Regions from separate parts of the Hordeum vulgare genome. Here region 2 is linked to region 1. Evidence: chromatin contacts called from public Hi-C data. All regions are on one chromosome and are shown on one strand. The core of a region is the stretch at or near the end of the contact, and the rest is flanking DNA. Distances in the headings are between cores, read along the strand shown. Region 1 holds the start of LOC123427096 (eIF-2-alpha kinase GCN2). Region 2 holds the start of LOC123427098 (probable serine incorporator).

Region 1 (4,280 bases), core at 1,692-4,191:
ACCACATATAAAATTCCCATCATAACTGTAGCGTCACCGAACCTTAAGTGTGTAGAACCTACGGGTTCGGAAACCATGCAGACATGATCGAGACTTCTCTCAGGCCAATAACCAACAACGAGATCTGGATACCCATGTTGGCTCCCACATGTTCCACGATGATCTCATCGGATGAACCACGATGTGAGGGATTCACTCAATCTCGTATACAATTCCCTTTGTCTACCGGTATGATACTTGCCCGAGATTCGATCGTCGGTATCCCTATACCTTGTTCAATCTCGTTACCGACAAGTCTCTTTACTCGTTCCGTAACACATGATCCCATGACTAACTCCTTAGTCACATTGAGCTCGTTATGATGATGTATTACCGAGTGGGACCAGAGATACCTCTCCGTCACACGGAGTGACAAATCCTAGTCTCGATTCGTACCAACCCAACAGACACTTTCAGAGGTACCTGTAGTGCACCTTTATAATCACCAAGTTACGTTGTGACGTTTGATACACCAAAGCATTCCTACGGTATCCGGGAGTTGCACAATCTCATGGTCTAAGGAAATGATACTTAACATTATAAAATCTCTAGCACACGAACTACACGACCTTGTGCTATGCTTAGGATTAGGCCTTGTCCATCACATCATTCTCCTAATGATGTGATCCCATTATCAACGACATCCAATGTCCATGGCCAGGAAACCATGACCATCTATTGATCAACGAGCTAGCCAACTAGAGGCTCACTAGGGACATGTTGTGGTCTATGTATTCACACATGTATTACAATTTCCGGTTAATACAATTATAGCATGAACAATAGACAATTATCATGAACAAGGAAATATAATAATAACCATTTTATTATTATCTCTAGGGCATATTTTCAACAGCTCCATCTTTAGTAGTACTACACAGGAAATAAGAATGACCATTATCACTACTAAATGACCAAAAAGTGTCCATCTTTAGTAGTACAAACAATGATTGATGCCCATTTGTAATAAACAATGACCATCAGCATGAACTAAGCATTCTAGAGCCTAAAGTAAGCATCACCAAAAACATAGCAGCCCCAATACAGATCCTACAGTGAAAAATGTAAATACAAAATATATCACACGAATTCTTACCAGTTGAGGAGACACTAAAAACCTCATGCATGTCTCAAATCCTTCAAATGCTAGGCGACACTCATGCGACAACCGATGCTCCGAGCAAACATCCAGGGCCGAAATCTCGATGCCCATGTAGTCTTCGTCTTCGATGCTAGCAGGGATCTAAAGAACAAACCAAAAATCAGAGACAAATCTCCCAATTCAAGAAACAGAAACCCTAGCCCTAACCCTAGCTGTACAACTGACCCGATACTACATGCCGTCGGAGGAAGAGCTGATGTCCAGGATGGACATGTCGTTGCTACTTTCATCCTCATAAACCATGGCGCGGCGGCAATGGTGGCGGCGGACGATGATCGACGGCGAGAGGGGCAAAGGCGAGGGAGTGCGAGGAGAAGGGGGAGAAAGGAGGCGACTGGCTTGGTCGACGGGGCCTGAGTCAGTTAGAGCGAGCGACGGAGCCGTTTCGGTCCGCGTCGCGGTCGTGTACGCCACGGTGTCGCTTGACATGCGGGTCAGGTGTGTCAGATACGTGATCAATACACGTTTATACGCTTGTCAGCCCGTTTCGCAACAATTAGTCTGTGAAGTGGTACTGACGTGCAAAACTTTTGACTAGTGGTACCTATCCGTCACGACGTGTCCAAGTGTGGCAGTGCCTTGCAATTATCTCATCTTACTTGAATCGTGTGCTTTTGATATTTGGTAGAGCTCGTCGTCTTTGTTTTGAGAGCTTGTTCCTTCTTTAGTGATGAAATAGTTTATCTTACTAGTAGTTCATATTTTCAAGGAAGCAGAACCTTGACAAAGAACTTGTCATGCGCATGCATAATTAAGCGAGGGGTCTGTTAAAATTTTCATTTTTAAAGAAATCTGTTTGCTACACCATAAATCGAAGAGAAGGAGGGAGAGAGCACTATGATTTGATTTCATGTCAATAGAGCCCGATATTCTCATGAATGGTTTGAGTTTGCGTATCAGTGTAGTACTACTATATGATAGTGTTGAGTGTTGCGTGTGTTTGCCTTGAACTCTTGCTACATGTCAACAAAACAAATTTGATAATATCTAACACACAAACTTTTCATCGAAATTGAAGACACCTTATTTCAACACGTTATTATTGTAGCCACCTCACCGATGCCACTATAAAATCAAAAAATGTACAAAAAAAACCTATTAAGACTGAAATTAATGGAAGTTATTATTAACGAAGGTCCTTTTAGCCGGCGAATGTTGGTTGGAGAAATGACATTTGCAAACATATTTTATGGCAAATTCTTCAAGCACACATGGCCCGATTTCTTGGGAAACATATGGCAAATTCTGGCAAACAATGGATTTGCTATTCAAATTGCCATGTCCCTCTGAAGGAATTGCCATATTTCTGACACATAAATTGCGACGGAGAACGTTGGTTTTGCAATGTCCCAGCGAACGTTCGCTGAATAACAGAACGAAAAGGGTGGATCCCACTCGTCTATCTGCTGACGGAGAGAGAGAGAGGAGGGGGTGGCGGCGGTGTGGAGGAGACAGTGAGACACTGGGTGGCGGCTAGAGCAGAGCAGGGGAAGGGAACCGAAGCTAGTCGCAAAGGTCTCGCCGCCTCTGCGCTGACTGCATCGAGATAAACAGTCTGGACCCCGGTCACGACGCGCGCAGCCCCTTCCACTCCATCGCTCCATTCCACGTCAAAACCTCCTCCCCGGACTCGAGTCAGAGAAACCCAAACGCAGATCCCCTCCTCGTCAGATCATCCCTCCCGCACCCGGAACATCCAATCCGATCAACCCCGTCTCCCCGAGGCACCAAATCGCCGCCGCCGCTGCAGCCACCCCCTCTTGTCCGGCGCTGCCTCCCGCGCGCGCTCCGCTCCGATGGGGCACAGCGCGAGGAGGAAGAAGAAGAAGGGCGGCGCTGGGCGCAAGGCGGCCAAGGACCACGCCGCGCAGCTCGAGGGCGACCAGACCGCGCTCACGGACGAGCTCACGGCGCTGTAAGCCCCCATTGCACCAGCCCCAACCCCGCCGATTTCGTGCTGCGCCCCTGTTCGGCTTTTCATGTTTTCGGCAATCTGCGAACCCAGTGTTGTTCAGCTATCTCTGCTTGAATGCTAGTTCGATAGCATGTGGTGCACATATCGAGTTAACCCCTGCCTGTGTCCCCTATATATGAGATGCTGGAGGTAGCATTACCTTTTGTTTTTGGAACTGGATTGCTGTACTGACAGTCACAGATGGGTTACACGCTCTGATGATCTTACGTTGTCTAATATGCCAGTGTTTTGGAGACTACAAAGCTTGGGTTCCTGTAGAATATTTGCTCATTGTATATGTTTACGTGCCAAGTATATAGATTGTAAAGTACCATTTTATTGCTCTGTTCCTGATGACTCCATGGTGGGTGGTCCTGAGTCTGCAGGTGCCTAATTTTTTGTCGATCGCCATCTCTGTTTGTTATAGCGTACTTTTGGTACTTGTTCTAGCTTTATTGTTCTCTGGTTGCTTTGTGATCATTAGATTTGAATTATGGAATGTGGAGCATTATCCAACTGTTCGATACAGAATTTCAGGGTGGACTGAATACTGACAAGTTATAATTGACTTACTCTGCAAGTTGTCGTCAAGAGCACTGAAAAAATCTAGTCCCTCCCTAATTGTTATGTTGTTTTGGTTATCTGATCCTAATGCCACCTTTTGGTATATCAATCAGGGCTGCAATTTTTCTTGAGGACTTCAAAATAACTTCACAATCACCTAACACCCGATTTAGCATATGTATCAGGTATTGTCTTATGTGACCCCAAACATACTTCTAAATGTATCACTATGTATTTGACCATCTAAAGTTTCTACATCAATGAATAACATACAGGCCTTACTCTGACGGCATGGGCTTTGGAGATTTAAATGTTTCGGCTATTCTTGATGTAATGTAAGTCTTTTTGTTTAAGAGACGTTTTGTGTGTTTTGCACTTGATGACATCTGTCTTTTGATTATAATACAGTTGCTTTGCTGGTTACCCCCACAAGTGCCCAAAGTTGCGAATCATACCCGAGAAAAACTTGTCTAAAGAAGATGCTGATCGGTTACTTTCCCTTCTTTCTGACCAGGTATTTTGAGTTCATCTGAATTATTACCTATTACTTTTGGTTGAATC
Region 2 (4,132 bases), core at 420-2,919, 390 kb before region 1:
TGCCAGTCGCGACCGTGACCAAGAAGCCGCCTCGCCGCCCCGGCCACTCCCTTCACCAGCACGCTCGTCGGACGCCGACCACTCCCTTCACCGGTCGTCTCCTTCGTCGACGCCCACAAGTTGTTCCATATGAGTAGGCATCTTTTCAACCGTATTAGAGAGGGGGTAGTCGGCTACAATGACTATTTCGAGTGCAAAGAGGATGTCGTTGGAAAGATTGATTTCTCCACTTATCAGAAATGCACTGCCGCCATTTGAATGCTTGCATACGGAGTGCCCCGTGATCTAATTGACGAGTATGTCCGTATGAGCGAGTCTACATGCCTAGAGTCCCTGTATAAGTTCTGTAAGGCTGTTATTGCTGTGTTTGGCCCTGAGTACTTGAGAGAGCTGACTCGTGAAGATACAACCCGTTTGTTGGCAATGAATGCCAACAGGGCTTCCCAGGGATGCTTGGCAGCATAGACTGCATGCACTGGGAGTGGAAGAACTGCCCTTCTGCTTGGCAAAGGCAGTATAAGGGCCATGTCAGGGCTTGCAGTGTCATACTAAAGGCCGTGGCGTCTCAAGATCCCTGGATCTGGCACTCTTTCTTTGACATGGCCGGATTACACAATGATATGAACGTGCTTCAGCGCTCTTCGGTGTTTGCTAGGCTTGCCGAAGGCAACAGCCCACCGGTGAACTTTACTATCAACGACCACAACTACGACAAAGGATACTACTCGGGTGACGATATCTATCCTTTGTGGACCGCTATTGTCAAGATAATCCCCGATCCTGTCGGAGGGAAGATGAAAAGATTTGCCCAAGAGCAAGAGAGTGCTAGGAAGGATGTCGAGCGTGCCTTTGGTGTTTTGCAATCTCGATGGGGCATCGTTCGGTATCCTGCTAATGCCTGGAGCACGCGGAAACTATGGGAGGTGATGACTGCTTGTGTGATCATGCAAAATATGATCGTAGAAGATGAGCGTCCGGAACGTCTGTACGATCAAGGGTTTCAGTTTCACGGTGAGAATGTTGTGCCTGAGCATGGCGGAGCGGCAAAGTTTGAACAGTTCACCCAGTTTCATCATGACACGCGTGATTGGGAAACTCACGTGCAACTGCAAAATGATTTGTTTGAGCATATGTGTTTCATCATGACATGCGTGATTGGGAAACTCACGTGCAACTGCAAAATGATTTGTTTGAGCATATGTGGGCTCATGTTGTCAACCAATAGATGTATCTTCTTTATTCGGCTTGTAAAACTATGCTATTTTGTTCGGTTGAAACTATGTTATTTTTTATTTAACTATATGTTTGAATTCAAAAATGAGCTATTTGTTGAAATAGGGCGGCCACGCCGACACATATGAGTCGACGCGTTGGACACAGTGCCGATCCAAATCTAAAACAGGACGGACGCCGGACGGACAGCCAGCCCAAACGGACAAAATCGCCGTCCGTTTGAATCGACCCGTTAAAGTTGCTCTAAGGGATTATATCCATTTCAATACCAATCAAACCCCTCCTAAATCCCTGTCAATCGAACAAGGCCTAAGGAGGCGGCAGGAAAAACCAAAGAAGCACGTCTCTGCTGCCCGTGAGGTGGAATTTTCTGATAAGCACCTTCGACAGAATACCTTGCTTATAAGCCTAACCAAAACATGTGTTAACCATAGCTACGCACACTTCACAGGAAAAGGGAAGGGGAGAGCGGTCAGCCGGCACACTGTTAGCAAGAGGGGAACTCTTTTCACAGAACGAACAAAAGGAGAAAGGGAGATGTGGTGCGCGTCGTGCCTGGCGTCCGCCTGCGCGGGCTGCGCCTGCAACCTCTGCTCGTCGGCGGCGGCGTCCGTCACCCGCCGTTCAGCCCGCCTCGCGTACTGCGGCCTTTTCGCGGCCTCCCTTATCCTCTCCTTCCTCCTCCGCCAGTTCGCGGCGCCCCTCCTCCAGCACATCCCATGTATGATTTCCTTATTTTTCGTTCTTTCAATCGCTGATGAGACCGCCCTTGTTGCGATTAGTACCCTGGTATATCTCTGACACTCGGTAGTTGCAACATCTGTTGCGAGATCGTGACGAAATTTTTGAGGGTTTGGTAGCTTAGTGGTGATGATCTGTGGGATTTTGGGATACCTACGAATTAGTGCTCTGATTTATCCATTTTGCGTTCCTCAGCACGCAGTCACGCACATATGTGAACGGTATACCAAATTAGAGGAAATTTTGGGATATCGATGTCTATTTAGTTAATACAGTACTTAAGAGTGGTACTGTCCCTGCTTGCAGAATAGCATAGAATTAGAAAATAAAGTTACTCCTTGTGTAAACTGTGGCACAGTATGGCGATGATAGTGCTTTTTTAATTATTGTTTTAATGAAGAAGGATGAAAGTTGGCATGTCAAAGTTGTGTTTGGTAGTTCTTGGTACTCTATTCACTTCTACATAGTAAGTTCATAACTGTTAACTAGTGCATGGTTTTCGTCGTTGTTAGATAAAGAAAAGGGCCCACTTATATATGCTATTGGGGTTAAATTATATACAAGGTTTTCACTTTCAGTCCTGAGCATTGGCAGAAATAATCATACATGTTTCTAGTTCAATAGCATATGATGTTTTTCTCTTGTTTCCAAACGAAGAAACGTGCCCATTTGTAGATGATTTTATAGTTAACATTGAAGAAATTATTGGTGTTTTCGTGGACAGGAGAAAGCCAAACACTGTCATGTTTCTAGTTCATTATTCACTGTGCCTGTGTTTATGCTTATGTTTATGCCACGGACTCTTAGGCTTAGATGGATAGCCATATAGCAATTTGTTGAAGAATGATTGTAGTAGGAAAATGTAGTAATGGTCCTGTTCACTACAATGTGAAGATCATAGTTGATTTACAAATTTTTAAAGTGTTTCCAGATGATTTAGAGAACTTTAGATTGCCTAGGATTTGTATTATGTGTATGTAATACCGGTAAACACCATCTTGCAGTCTTGTATCCACTGCCGAGAATTCGTGTTTCTACGCGCATATGGTAATCCTCCCGTTATACAGTTATGTACTCCCTCCGACTCCAAAAATTAGGCATAGTTTTGCTGTATAAATTTGTGCTTTGACCATCAGTTAGTCAAATAATATGTCACTTACGTTACACAGAATAGACACCATTAGATCCGTACTCAAAAGCACTTCGGCATGATTACGATCTTGTAGCCATTCACTGAATATTGTAAGAGAGACTAGCAAAAGGACCCGTGCGTTGCAACGGGAAAAAAACAATTATAATCTCCAATGGTGCTGATCATATTATGTCTTTAAAATTTTAGGACATTTCTTGAAATGCATGAACATTTTTTGAATTAGCAACATTTTTTTCAATTGCACTCAAAAAATAACACACAAACTTTTTTTTAAATCATGAACTTTTATTGTTTTCACCAACATTGTTCTCAAAATTATGAACATTTTTCTGAATATGCGAATATTTTTACAAAAATCCTGAGCATTTTTTGAATTCACAAACATTTTATTTTTTCTTCAAACTTTTATTTCAACATTCCCAGTTTTATAAATTGCAAAAGTTTTTCAAAGTTCTAAATTATTTAAACTAAAAAATAGAACAGAAAAATGAAAATAAAAAATGAGACTAAAAACAGAGGCACGAACTGTTTTTAAGATTTTTACACGGACTTTTGTTTAAAATCGTTGACTTTTTTATTTTATGGACATTTTCTCAAAGTTTAAACATTTTTTTATATGCAAATTTTTTTCAAAACTCCTGAGTAGTTTTTGAATTCTAAAAAAAAATATATTTTTTTGAATATTTTATTTTGAAATTCTCAGTTTTTTAAAATTGAGAAAAGTTGTTTGAAGTTCTAAATTATTTAAAGTAGAAAAACAAAATGGAACTGAAAAGAAAAATAAAAAAACTAAACTAAAAAAACAGGCGCCCACGCATGGGCCGGCCCAAACAAGTGTGCTGCATATTTTTCCAACGCCTAGAGCGTAATATAGGAGGTGCCTACATGGGCCGGCCCAGTCCAGAGATTTTTCCTGTTTGAAACGTTTTTTATGACTTATAGGTGGCATTGGTGGGTAATTTTAGTCAACTTTAAGGGCAATTTGGATGACGTACGGAAGAAGCA

Evidence for each region. A called contact is a pair of places that touch in the nucleus more often than the background predicts.
Region 2: a Hi-C map of leaf shows a contact between it and region 1, with 4 times the contacts expected there. The contact joins the promoter of LOC123427098 here to the promoter of LOC123427096 in region 1. A contact is called at or near these places in 4 of 6 Hi-C or Micro-C datasets (leaf and seedling) and 1 of 1 datasets of contacts at active chromatin or transcription factors (embryo).

What each region holds. Positions count from the first base shown.
Region 1 is chr2H:539,270,448-539,274,727 of MorexV3_pseudomolecules_assembly, reverse strand. It overlaps LOC123427096 (eIF-2-alpha kinase GCN2), which reads left to right and starts at 2,941. Exons shown (of 31, transcript XR_006622364.1): 1 at 2,941-3,116; 2 at 3,833-3,904; 3 at 3,995-4,054; 4 at 4,128-4,233.
Region 2 is chr2H:539,664,151-539,668,282 of MorexV3_pseudomolecules_assembly, reverse strand. LOC123427098 (probable serine incorporator) reads left to right here and starts at 1,669. Exons shown (of 6, transcript XM_045111054.1): 1 at 1,669-1,954. The coding sequence starts at 1,771.